Regions from separate parts of the Mus musculus genome. Here all the other regions are linked to region 3. Evidence: chromatin contacts called from public HiChIP or PLAC-seq and promoter capture Hi-C data. All regions are on one chromosome and are shown on one strand. Each heading gives the region's core, a stretch centred on a gene start, on an enhancer-like site or on the middle of the called end of the contact. The rest is flanking DNA. Distances are from core to core; before and after follow the strand shown.

Region 1 (2,815 bases), core at 75-2,574, 200 kb before region 3:
CCCAAGGTTTTTAGAAATTACTAAATTTCATACCTTATGTTCAGCTGGGACAAGCTGGTCCCTGTCTCTCTTAAGCTCAGGCCTCCAGTCGCAGGACATGTCACTATGCATTGCAGACAAAAAAAGTTTCGTAGAGCCAGGACGGATTCCTTGCACTTCATTACAATCAGACCCTTTGAGCCTTCATTCCGGCTGTGGGTTATTTGATCAGTGAATGAATGAGGACCGTCTCCTCCTTTCTCATTATGTTAGTCCTGGCCGTCCTGAAGCTTGCTAAGTAGGCCAGGCTGGCCTCGAACTCACAGAGATCCCTTGCCCCTCTGTCTCCCAGATGCTAGAATTAAAGGCACATGCTGCCATATGTGGGTAGCTAATATTTTTAATAATTAGGAGGTTTTCTCATTAAGATGATCTCTAGCGTAATCCCTGAAGTGACATCCTAAGATTAACAAGCTATGTATGCATCTTATTCATAATGGTTCCCATGAGTTAGGAGGCCCAGAGAGAGGAAGACTATGTATGTTCTTAGATGTCAATATGAGCAGGAGTGTCCCCTACTTCCTGGCCCTAGTCACTCAACTTGGCCATTTGGTTTTCTGTAAGGGTTCCTCAAATGCTGTATTTCCTACAACTGCTGCACAGCCAAAACAAACAAAGACAGACAGACAAACACCTAGAGAGGAGCCCCTCTCTCTTCCCCATGTTGCACTTTGGGTTAGTCCTAAGGCTATCCTGGCTTCTCCTTTCAGGAGACGAACACTTGGGGTTTGTCCTCCCCCAAGCCTCACACAGCAAATACTGCCCCGAATACTGCTGTATTATCCCCGTCTCTGTCCCACGTACCTGAGCATTTCTGCTATTCCTTCTCACATACTGCAGAGCAGTCAGCCTGTCCATTCAGGCGTGGGGGCTTCATGGTTATTTTCTTATTTGCTGCGAGAGACAGAATGTTCCCCCTACCTTATCCCAAAGGCATCAGGTTTTTAAATATGCTCTGTCATTCCATGCTCTGGGTTTGAATGAGACCTATGTCTGCCAGACACCATCCCATGTGATCCACAGGGAGGAATGGGGTAGGGGCTAGTGACCACCCTGTAGTCCCTGACAAGTGAGAATGTGTCAAAGTGTACCTGGGATACTTTTTCCGGATGAGATATAAAATTGAGGAGTCTTATCTTCCTCCTGTCCCCAGCTACCAACCCAAGGGCTCATCTGGCCCATGTAATCCCCAGGGACGTTGCCAGACGAATGAATCTTAGCTCAACTTCCCATCTCCTTGAGGGTTTGAAACTTTGAAGCCACCTGGAGTCAAACAGAAATGCCAGGAAACAACTGGTGGGAAATGCTCCCCGGGGCCCTGAGTGCTGGGCTGGGGGCTGCGAGCTCTCCTGTCCCGAAGGGCCCTTTGATTGCAGATGGCTTCCGTGGCACGTTTTATATTTCCTTTCTTGTAGCCTTTGCTTCTGCGGGTTATTCACGAGAACCATGTGAGCTTTTGTTCTGCAGAGTCTCTTGGCTGAAATGTTGCCTGGATGTGTTTGAAGTCCTTCCCGTTTTCCCATAACTTGTCTTGGGATCAGCTGTGGGCTAAGGATGTTTCTTGGCAGTCATCCCTGCTCCTCAGCCCAGCCCTGAAGGAGGCCGTGGCCCCTTTGCTGCTCCAGTGAATGCCACCCTGGGTACCATGGGGGGGGGTCAGTTTTGGTGGAAAGCTTTGCAAGCTAGGCCAGGAACAGAGTGACAACACATAAGGGTTCTTGGATTAGAGGCTTCTATACATGTGGGTTGGCAGTGTTGGGACTGAGCCCTGGGAGATCCTAAGTCTCGCTTGAAAGTGGGTTTTGCTTCCAGGCAATGAGGCCAAGTCCTAGAAATGACTCTAGCACACAACATTTGTACATTCTGCTGTGTGAAGCTGGAAGGAGCTGGTGGTCTAGGTGGGCCCACAGATCACGCCGAGAAGGCCTCTTAGAGGCCTGATGCTGGTTTCTATTGAGGTCTCAGGCTCAGGCTTATTTGTTGTCCTCCTCTGCTCTTCTCAGTCTAGAGTTCGTAATCCTATGTTGCCATGTTGTTTTCCAGGAGCTGCTCAATGGAGACCCTAAGGAGGGGCCTTTCTGGGACGACAAGGGTTCCCTAGAAGGTAAGTCTAGCTCTTTACCCCGAGCCTAGGACTCACACCACAAAACCCTCAACACTGGCATACAACTGAGATCAGTTGCTTCCTAGTCGCAAGAGAAGCTAGTTCTTTAGTAAGCAGAGACCTGTTACCTGAGATTCCTTACCAAGCAGGCAGCTCGGATATGTCCACAGGAGAAGCAAAATATTGAGCCACAGGGTCCCTGTACAGTGGTTTGTGTATGTAGTTCTGGGACTGAGTGGGGAGGTTGGGTTGCATGGACTGGTGCTCTTGAATTTTGAGCTAATGTCATGGCCACTTGCTGCACCAGTTGTGGAGTGGTGGAGTGGTCCTAAATCTGTGACTTGAACCCTGCTTGAGTCACTATCATATGTGTGTATCTTTGGTGGAGTTAGCCCCACACAGAGAAGTGATGAGTTCTTACCGGCTTCTAGTTAGTAGGTGCACTAGCCTATAGATCCCCCTTCAGACATCTGCTGAAGCCCAGAGGGACTCCTAGCACTGCCTACTGCAACTCAGGTACTGGGCATCCTCTCAGCTCATACCTGGACAGACACCTGACCAACAACCTGGGCCCCTGTCAAGACACAGCTTGAGACCCTGAGAATATGTGAGCCCCAGAAACAGGGCTTCTTATCCATTCACACTGGAAGTCAGGGGAGACAAGACTGCTTG
Region 2 (2,700 bases), core at 100-2,599, 180 kb after region 3:
GTTCTTATTTGTGGGTACCTCCTATTGGTAAGAAAATACCTGGTTAGGGACAAGGGACTTGAGGCTGGATTGGGGTATGTGACAGCTGTGAGATGCTGAAAAAGAATTACAAGTATTTAAGAACTTGAATAACCTAGCTGATTGAACATCTGACTTTTAGTCTGAGAGTCAGGGTTCATGTCCCTGTTTGCTTACTTGGTGGAGAGGGTTGGATAGATACGAGATATCTGTGTCTATGAATGAAATCCTCAAAAAAGGGAGGGTGCTTTACAAGTATTTAATGAAGCAATGGTTTCATTTTTTTAATATCAGCTTTTGCAGCCCCATCTTATACTTGACTGTCACACTGCTGTCCTAACATAGCCTTCCACGGGCAGAACATTTTCACAGTCTGTCGGGACTATAGCTCATGGCCAAGCTTTCTCCCTTCAGAACAAAGCTGATGGGATTTGGCATCTCCATGTGGCCTGAGTATCTGGTGGTGTCAGCACCTCCATGATAGGCAGGTTTTCATGGGTCTGATAATGTCAGCAAAGGCTTATTTCTGACTGAGGCTTGGCACTGAATTTCTTAGCTAAAAGCTTTTTGGAAGAGTAGGATTTTATCTTAATTACTCCATTCAGCTTTGTGTGTGTGTGTGTGTGTGTGTGTGTGTGTGTGTGTGTGTGTGTGTGTGAGAGAGAGAGAGAGAGAGAGAGAGAGAGAGAGAGAGAGAGAGAGAAGGGCAAGTCTTAGGTTCTCATTTATAATCTTAGGTTTCAGTTGTAATCTGAATGTAATTTCTAGGCAGGCAACCTCAATAACCACAGCCTGATGTCAGAGTTATTCTGGAAAATCGGACTTCATTCAAGAAGTTGGAACTTCATGAACAGCTGCCCTGCTTTCCCACCACGGCTGGGCAGTGATGCAGCCCCAACAGCACACACAGATCCTTCTATCCCCGGCTGGGCACCGGCCAAACCTCTCGCCTATGGAGCAAAATCACTCAGAGCCAGAGCCAGCTCTGCTCTGGAAATCTCAGTACAACAAAAGCCCTCTGTCCCTGGCCTGACCAGTGTCGGACAGGGAGATTCCTACCCCCTCCATGGCCTGTGGGTAGTGAATTCATAGACTGGGGCCTGGGGAGAAAGTGCCGTAATCAGGTCAGTCTGCTGGGCAGTATGTGTTCTACTTCTAGATCAGCAGGTCAAGGGGACACCCCTGAATCTGTGGATCTCAAAGTTGCTGGACCCTAACAAGCTTCTCTGGCTATTCAAGACACCCCTTTTCCTTTACCCCTGAAGTGTGTGTGCCCAGCCAGCTCTCTTTCTCAAGCAAATATTGGCTCAAGTCACACCCCTCTGCCATTGAGGCTAGAGCGGCCCCCACCGCTCCCAAGTCGGACATGAATGCTCCATCTGTGGAGGTGTCCTTTGCAGTTCCAGGCCCTGTTTTATTTGGCTAGGAACCTGAGCTGTTTGGATGATTCCCTGGCATGAAAGCCAGTGAAAACTGCAAGATTTCCTGACGCCCACAGCAGTGGTGTGGGGGAGGGGGCCAGTAAGGCTCTGGCTGACCTGAAGACTGAGCCTATGGGACCCAATAGGCCATTTGTTGGCCACACTTTTTTTTTTTTAAACCTAATTGCTACTTTTATAGTGCAAGGCAGTCAAGTGTGCAACATGGGATATGAGACAGATTTGCACCTGAGATGGATAGAATATTCTCCATGCAGGGCCACACAGGTCACTTCTTGAAGTAGAAAAAGGGCTGGAGGCTTCATATAACCGGAGTTGGTGAGCGTTGGATTCATAGTAGGCTTGTTTAGATAATTTCTGTGGGTATTTGGGTGGAGATATCTGCTAGCCCACTGATAGGGCAACACAGGGTGGGACCTTTTTTCCCCTGGGACCTCTGACTTCTATAGAACTGTGGGGCAAGTGGACCATGCCACCAGACAGAAGAACTGGTTAGGTTGAGCAGGCTCAGACCTCAGGGACTCTCAGAATTGAAAAAAATGCAATTGTGGAGCCAGCTCCCTATCAAACTACCTGATCTAGAGCACTAACCCTGACATCCTACTGAGAGGACCATGACAATCTGTCAGATAGCATAGAAACCTGGAGTTCTCCATGCTAATGAGGTATCTAGATAGGCCCCAAGTGTTTAGCCAATGAGCTTCCATTCCTGGGAATGCCTTCCTATAAAAGGTATTTAATCCTTGGTTTAACCCGAGTAAGGTGCATGCATACATTCACATCTGCCATCAAATTAAACAGTTTGGACAAACAAGGACCCTTTCCTTCATCAAGGATCAACACTGGGTTAGGGGGCAGGGTAAAGAGACAGGCCTAAATCTTCCAGAGAAGTCCTTCCCTCTTTTAGCACTCACTTGGAACCAAACTGGGTTCCACCCCTCCCCCCAATCTGGGCTCAGCCTTCCCCTTTTTGCCTGGCATGTAGATACCCTAAAGAGAAGTGTGGACCTGCAGACCCCTGTTTCCAACTCCCAACAGTCCGTACCCCAGTGGCGTCTGGATACACAGGAGATTGGGAACCACAGTCCCCGTCTCAGACTCCGTTATTTTCTACCTGGGGAAACACAGCCTGGGACCCCTATTGTGGACTGTGATCCGCCTCCTTTGAGCAACAAGGCAGACACAGCCCAGCATAGAACAGGAAGCTCCTGGTCAAGGGGAGCTTCAGCATCGCTTTAGGGGT
Region 3 (2,813 bases), core at 239-2,738:
CTGTTCGAAACCTGCAATGTGACCTGAGGAGTCTGACATATTGGCACTCTGCATGGTTCACCAGCAGCTGTTGGAACAGGGGCCGCATCTGCCAGTATCGACGCGATAGACGGTGTGTCCTGCAGAGTGGTCCTGATGTCCTAGGCCTTGAGCCCAGAAAGATGATCTCCACCAGTCTCCTGGCCCCAGTCAAGTTAGGCTGGAGGTTGCTGAGTAGGAATGAGGGGTTTAGACGCTCTTGGCCATCTCCCCTGGAGTAAAGGAAATGTCTGGTCTCAATAAATGGCCTGAGCTGAAAGGCATTTTGGCGGGGTGGTGACAGCAGAGATGTGGAGCTGGGCTTGTGTTTACAGCACACCGACCCAGAGAGACTCAGGTCAGACACCTTTCCTTTAGAAGACAAATCTTTCTCTGCAGTAGGCACCTCGGGGGACCGAGCAGGACTTGGCACCCATGATTTGCCTGATGGGGTTGGTAGCACCTGCCTGTGGGGTCCCTCCTCCACTCTCGGGACAGGATAGCATCTGGCCTTCTTAGCTGAAGGCACACTTGTACTGGTGAGACTCAGATGCCTCTTTGTACCTCGAGATGGCAAGGCCAGGGGTTTCGGTGCTTCCTGGCGACTACTGCTCTTGATCTGTTGTAAGAACCTAAGGTTAGTGAAATTCCTGCCCACGGGTCGGGTGGGCCTGTAACTAGCGGACACAGAGGGCCAGATATCCGTGGTGGCACAAATTTGGTACAGGGGAGACCCACACACCTGGTAGGCACAGCTGGGGGGCACCAGAAGATAAAGAGCACAGTGTGCCAGCAGGTAGACCAGCAGGTCGTCGCCCACTCGGCTCAACAGTAGCATCCATGCACCACTGACACGCAGGGTCTCAATAACAGTGTTGGGCAAGTAGCTACGCACGCTACTAGTGAAGGCCATGGGAGGCCCGCCTCTGGCCTCGTTAAGCAGCTCAAAGCCAAAAGCCAGCACGTTTCTCTCGTTGCGCTCGCAGAGTCTCTGCACAACCCTGGCCACCAGCTCTTTCAGGGATGACACCTGGTAAGGAGAAGAGGGTCTTGACACATGAGCTAGACGCACTATCCCACGTCCTCCCGGCTTTCCGCCCCTGACCCATGGGGATCCCGCCTGGAGGCCCACCTGGTGGAAGGAAAGGTCGGCAGGTGGAGGCTGTGAGCCCCAGTGCATGCACACTAGGCATTGGGCAACCAAAGTGCGGTAGATCTTCGGGTCCCCGGGTTGCACAAGCCGCCTGCCCTCGGGCCCCAGGCGCCGCACAAAGGTTGCCAGCGGCCACACCTCCCGGTATCGGCTGCGCAGCAGAGAGCGCACCGCGGGGCAACGAGGAGCGCGGGTCATTGTGCTCAAGGCCGGGATGGGCCTCCCACGTGCGGGAACCAAGATGCAAGGGTGTGCTTAGAAAACAGCCAGGACCCAGGCCACTGAGAGTCCACGACGAAAAAGATGAGGCTGGGAACGGAGGAAGGGGCGGGATTCAGGCGGACCAAGCGTTGTAGCGGAAGGGGCGGGGTCGCAGCAATAGTACTTTTCCGTTGATGGTCACAATGCTGGTGCATGAGGACCAGGTGTGTTCCCCGGCCAAGTTCAGTGGTTGCTGGATGTGTTGGAGTAACGAAAGGGGGCGCACTCATGCAGGATTTCCCTCTACAGAATGCTTCTCGGGCTTCCTTTTCGCCCTGAGCTGGGAATCCCCAGGTGGTCTAGACTGGGGCGAGGTTTGGGCAAGCAAAGAAGCCTATCCTTGATGTATTGAAGGTTAGGTAGGCGGAGGGACCTAAGGTTTTGCCTGTTCCTGAGCTGACTGCTCCAGCCTGCTGTGGTTGACACAGACAGTGAGGTGGGTGGTGGCAATCTCAGTTCTTAATGATTACAGCTGAAATTCTACTATATAGGTTAAGGCTTTATTGTGGTGCGACCATACACTCAGATCCCAAATATGTTCCGTAAACACCCACCACCAAAGGAAGGGGACTAGGTAAAAGCCCTGCGTTAGCTTTTTTCACTGTTCCAGTGGCCTTCACCTCAGAGTCCAGAGCATCATCTCAACTCACGCACCCATAGCAAGGCCAGGGCCATTGGGTGAGGGCGCTTGCCTGTGCACACAGCCAAAGCGGCGACCTCGACCTTAGGATGGCAGCTCTGCTAGGTTGGCAACTGTGATAGTACTTGCACGTGTGAGGCGGGGGTAGGATAGGGGTGGGGGTTGTTGTTGGGGCATATGTAATGACACGACTCTGAGCCATAGTTAGAGAGGGGCTGCTGAATTTTGAATCTCTGGGAAATAGGGAATCTGTGATCTCTACTGTAGCTGAGTTTGGCAAACACTGAAATGCTAACAAATATAACCTTTGGTGCCTTCAGCTTTCTGAGGAAATTGCTTCTATCCACCGACCTAGCATTTGAACAGGCGCGTTTTCATATTTACTCCCTTATAGGAGGTCTGCCGCCTTGTAAATGCTCAGGATTACAGGAGCTATTTTAGAAGTCCGTTTAGTGGACATCAGTCTTTTTGAGGGGTTTGTTTGAGATTTGCTTAGTTCTGCTACTTAGGAGATATGGGCCTGAACTGAGAAATTTATGCCAACAATGAAGCTACCTTAGTGTAGTTCCCCAAAGAAACCAGCATAGAAAACAGTCTCAAAAATAAGAATATCGCGGGGCATGGTGGTGCACACTTGTAAGCTACCTTAGTGTAGTTCCCCAAAGAAACCAGCATAGAAAACAGTCTCAAAAATAAGAATATCGCGGGGCATGGTGGTGCACACTTGTAAGCTACTCTTGG
Region 4 (2,945 bases), core at 5-2,504, 180 kb before region 3:
TCATGGGCCATGCTTCATGGACCGACTTTAACAGCCTTTGAGGGAATGGAATGCTCCAGTAAGGGCTATCAGACAAGCCACCATGTCAGTCTCCACACCTGTCCACTCCCGTCATTCCATCACTATGTCAGGCATCTACCAGGACAGCTCTTCCCTCCCCAGAGCTGCTTAGGGACAATGGAGAGAGAGATTGTACGCTACGACTCAGGACACACCATTCACGAGTCAACAGCCTAGGGATGCTGTCCTTCTACAGCAGGCAGCCTACTAGGTCCTGTTGGGTGCAGGGTATCTGATGGTACCTAGAGGAACAGCCCTACTAGACTTCACACTTATGTGGACGGTGACCCTCATGCCTTTGCGCTCGCTCTCCCTTTTAGATCAGGAAGACCATGTGGTCACCGTCAGGCAAACGTTTTTCCACATCTCTTGGTAATAAGCACAGAGAGGAGTCCGTTTCGGTGTGGCCTGTGACGAGGTCCAGACTTGTTGATGCTTACAACTTTGGAGACTGCAGTGCAACGAATGTAGTTGCGTGGGAGGGAGATGTGTTTGGGGAACGAGGACAGTGACGGGTTGAATGGTGTTCCCAAGAGGGGTTCGTTTTGACCGTGCTACAGCCAAAATGGGGAAACATGGCCTTATTTGGAAAAAGTATCCTAACTGTTCAATGGGACCCTGAACTCAGTAACAAGTAACTCAGACAAGACGGAGGAAAGAGAGATCTGAGAAGGAAGGCAGCCATGTGGAGACAGGCTAAGCCTAGGAATGCCTGGAGCCCCCCCCCCCCCCAGCAAAGCCAGAAGAGGGAGAAAGTGATTTGAGCCCACTCTGCCCATACCTCAAATTTAGACTTCACCTAGTCTAGGTTTGCTCCACTGGTCACAAGACTCACTATTCTCCCTCCTTTGCCTGATTTCGACTGCCTCCTATATTGGTCCCACAATGACTGCCCTGCACTACAGTTCCACAACTAAAGCTGTACTGACAATACACACGGTTCCCAGCCATCCTTTCACCTCTACCCTTGCTTTGTGTTCACCTCCACCAACCACCAGCCAGCCATCTAGGGTAGACCAGGCTCACAAGAGGAACATGTTCCACTTATAGAATTCTGCGTAATTCAGAAACAATCTAAACACACTGTCCTAAAAGGGGAACATGCCAGTGATTGAGAGGCAGCCCAGGCGGGAGGCGTGGTCACAGGGACACAGCTGCTCCCAGGCAGGAAGGACAGTGCCCATGATGGGGGTTTCATAGGAGAAGTACTGGAGAGGCTGACTCAGCTCGATGGCATGTGTGTGGCAGGGCTACTCTGTCCTCCTATGGGCTGAAGCTGGCTAAAGGTCACAGCACAGAGGAACACTGCGGAGGACTGACCAGAAGGATATGCCTACCGTACACGGTACCTACACACCCCTGCCCTGGCTTTGTGATGCCTGTGTCCCTGACAAAGGCTGCAACATTGCTTTCCCCAGGCTAGACCCAAAGAGCTGGAGCTGGATCTTAGTTTTTGCCTTACTGCTAGAGAATCGCCTGCCCAGCCTAAGGTTTTAGAGGACAGAGCCCTGACCAGGCAGGAATCTGGTCCAGATAAGAAGTTGGCACATCTGCCAAAGCCACTGTGGGCAGGGAAACCTCACAGAAGAGGAAGACAGGACCCTTAGTTAGGGAAGGATAGGGTGACTCAAACCCTCAAGCCCTTTCATGCAAATGCTGCAGTAGAGGGAAAGTGATATTAACCCTGACATAGTAAGGAAATGCCCAGAACAAGCTTCTTACACAAGCTCTGATCACTTAAAATGAATGGCTTTCCCAAACTGTCTTCGTTTAATATTACTACTGATAGTCCGACTAAAGGGCAGAGCTCCATCAGGCAGGAGGGGCAGGTGGACCCTTGGGCAGCTCCTTCTGGCTTTTGCTGATCAATAAAAATGACTAATTCCAATGCTAAACCTTTCCTATGGGTACCAGGAGAGGCGAATACTTGGCTTCTGTTTCTCAACACATGTTCCTGATTCAGATTCTTTAGAACCTTCTGCCTAAAAGCAAATAGAGATTAAAATCATCCAACCAGGGTTTGAGTGTGGCTCAGTGGCTGAGTGAGCACTTGTCTAGCACATATGGGGTCCTGGGTCCCACCCCAGCACTACAGAATATAAATTAATCTAACAGACATACATGAGATAGCCACAGGAACTCTTTGGTTTTTGTTTGTTTGTTTGATTGATTGATTGATTGATTGATTGATTGATTGATTTTTGAGACAGGGTTTCTCTGTGTAGCCCTGGCTGTCCTGGAACTCACTTTGTAGACCAGGCTGGCCTCGAACTCAGAAATTCACCTACCTCTGCCTCCCAAGTGCTGGGATTAAAGGCATGTACCACCACGCCCGGCCACAGATACTCTTCTCATTTCTTATCAGAATGGAGATTGAAACCAGAGTCAGAGGGTCCCCAGCAGGCACTCACTTCAACACAAATACCTTTCCCCATGTTCTGCCAGTGACATCAGATAACAAACAAGAGTCCATGCACACCCTTCGAATCTGTCCAAAGGGTGGCCTTAACTCCAGAGATCCCCTCTAAAGTGTAGAGGAGACACCAGGAAAGGACATGAGCATACCATTGCTTAAAGCAGATGCTGGCCTTTTTTGTACCCAAGAAATATCACAGATAAAAACAAGAGCACCTCCAAGACAGAGCCACTCTCTCTCCCATAACAAAATGCCCCTCAGACCAGCTACAGGTCAGACACCAAAGGACAAGACAGAAAACCACCCATCCGTAAGGACTAGAGCTATGATGTTTAAATTCGTGGGTTTGCAGTCAGCAGCAGCCAGGGTTCGGATCGGAGGCTCCACATTCTAAGGGGCAACTGCTGGTTCTTTTGGAGGAGCAAGAAAACGATCCATCTCTTCTCTTGTCCTCTTTGATCTTGCCGAA

Evidence for each region. Promoter capture Hi-C pulls out the DNA fragments that hold promoters and counts their contacts. HiChIP or PLAC-seq counts read pairs in DNA pulled down with a chosen protein or histone mark.
Region 1: a contact with region 3 is called in a promoter capture Hi-C map of pre-B cells, with 5 times the contacts expected there. The contact joins the enhancer-like site here to the promoter of Tert in region 3. A contact is called at or near these places in 13 of 39 promoter capture datasets (the 3T3-L1 cell line, 3T3-L1-derived adipocytes, the C10 cell line and 7 more), 2 of 484 Hi-C or Micro-C datasets (Th2 cells and myocytes), 2 of 115 datasets of contacts at active chromatin or transcription factors (embryonic stem cells and large pre-B cells) and 4 of 9 other capture datasets (adipose tissue, embryonic stem cells, liver and 1 more).
Region 2: a promoter capture Hi-C map of stem cell-derived epiblast-like cells shows a contact between it and region 3, with 2.4 times the contacts expected there. The contact joins the enhancer-like site here to the promoter of Tert in region 3. A contact is called at or near these places in 18 of 39 promoter capture datasets (the 3T3-L1 cell line, 3T3-L1-derived adipocytes, the C10 cell line and 11 more), 1 of 15 datasets of contacts at CTCF or cohesin (large pre-B cells), 7 of 484 Hi-C or Micro-C datasets (the AML12 cell line, ECoMG myeloid progenitors, the P5424 cell line and 4 more), 8 of 115 datasets of contacts at active chromatin or transcription factors (bone marrow-derived macrophages, embryonic fibroblasts, embryonic stem cells and 2 more) and 3 of 9 other capture datasets (adipose tissue, liver and pancreatic islet).
Region 4: a contact with region 3 is called in a FOXA1 HiChIP or PLAC-seq map of pancreatic cancer cells. The contact joins the enhancer-like site here to the promoter of Tert in region 3. A contact is called at or near these places in 9 of 39 promoter capture datasets (the 3T3-L1 cell line, the C10 cell line, HPC-7-derived erythroid cells and 4 more), 3 of 484 Hi-C or Micro-C datasets (all in embryonic stem cells), 1 of 115 datasets of contacts at active chromatin or transcription factors (pancreatic cancer cells) and 3 of 9 other capture datasets (adipose tissue, liver and pancreatic islet).

What each region holds. Positions count from the first base shown.
Region 1 is chr13:73,826,205-73,829,019 of GRCm38.p6, reverse strand. Nkd2 (naked cuticle 2) reads left to right here. Exons shown (of 10, transcript NM_028186.5): 4 at 2,083-2,143. Among named protein-coding and RNA genes, the nearest start is that of Gm30303, 20 kb to the left of the region's middle. Within about 2 kb of position 1,324, at least 4 of the 459 cell types and tissues checked have an H3K27ac peak or open chromatin away from gene starts, as enhancers often do. A contact at or near this core is called in pre-B cells, where this site is marked.
Region 2 is chr13:73,445,425-73,448,124 of GRCm38.p6, reverse strand. No RefSeq gene overlaps it. Among named protein-coding and RNA genes, the nearest start is that of Lpcat1, 20 kb to the left of the region's middle. Within about 2 kb of position 1,349, at least 89 of the 459 cell types and tissues checked have an H3K27ac peak or open chromatin away from gene starts, as enhancers often do. A contact at or near this core is called in bone marrow-derived macrophages, cortical neurons, microglia and 1 more, where this site is marked.
Region 3 is chr13:73,625,586-73,628,398 of GRCm38.p6, reverse strand. It overlaps Tert (telomerase reverse transcriptase), which reads right to left and starts at 1,488. Exons shown (of 16, transcript NM_009354.2): 1 at 1,151-1,488; 2 at 1-1,048. The coding sequence starts at 1,369. RefSeq lists enhancers at 1,549-1,569, 1,710-1,729 and a promoter at 1,399-2,813.
Region 4 is chr13:73,802,285-73,805,229 of GRCm38.p6, reverse strand. All of the region lies in intron 17 of Slc12a7 (solute carrier family 12, member 7), which reads right to left. Among named protein-coding and RNA genes, the nearest start is that of Slc12a7, 40 kb to the right of the region's middle. Within about 2 kb of position 1,254, at least 114 of the 459 cell types and tissues checked have an H3K27ac peak or open chromatin away from gene starts, as enhancers often do. A contact at or near this core is called in the SN4741 cell line, adipose tissue and pancreatic cancer cells, where this site is marked.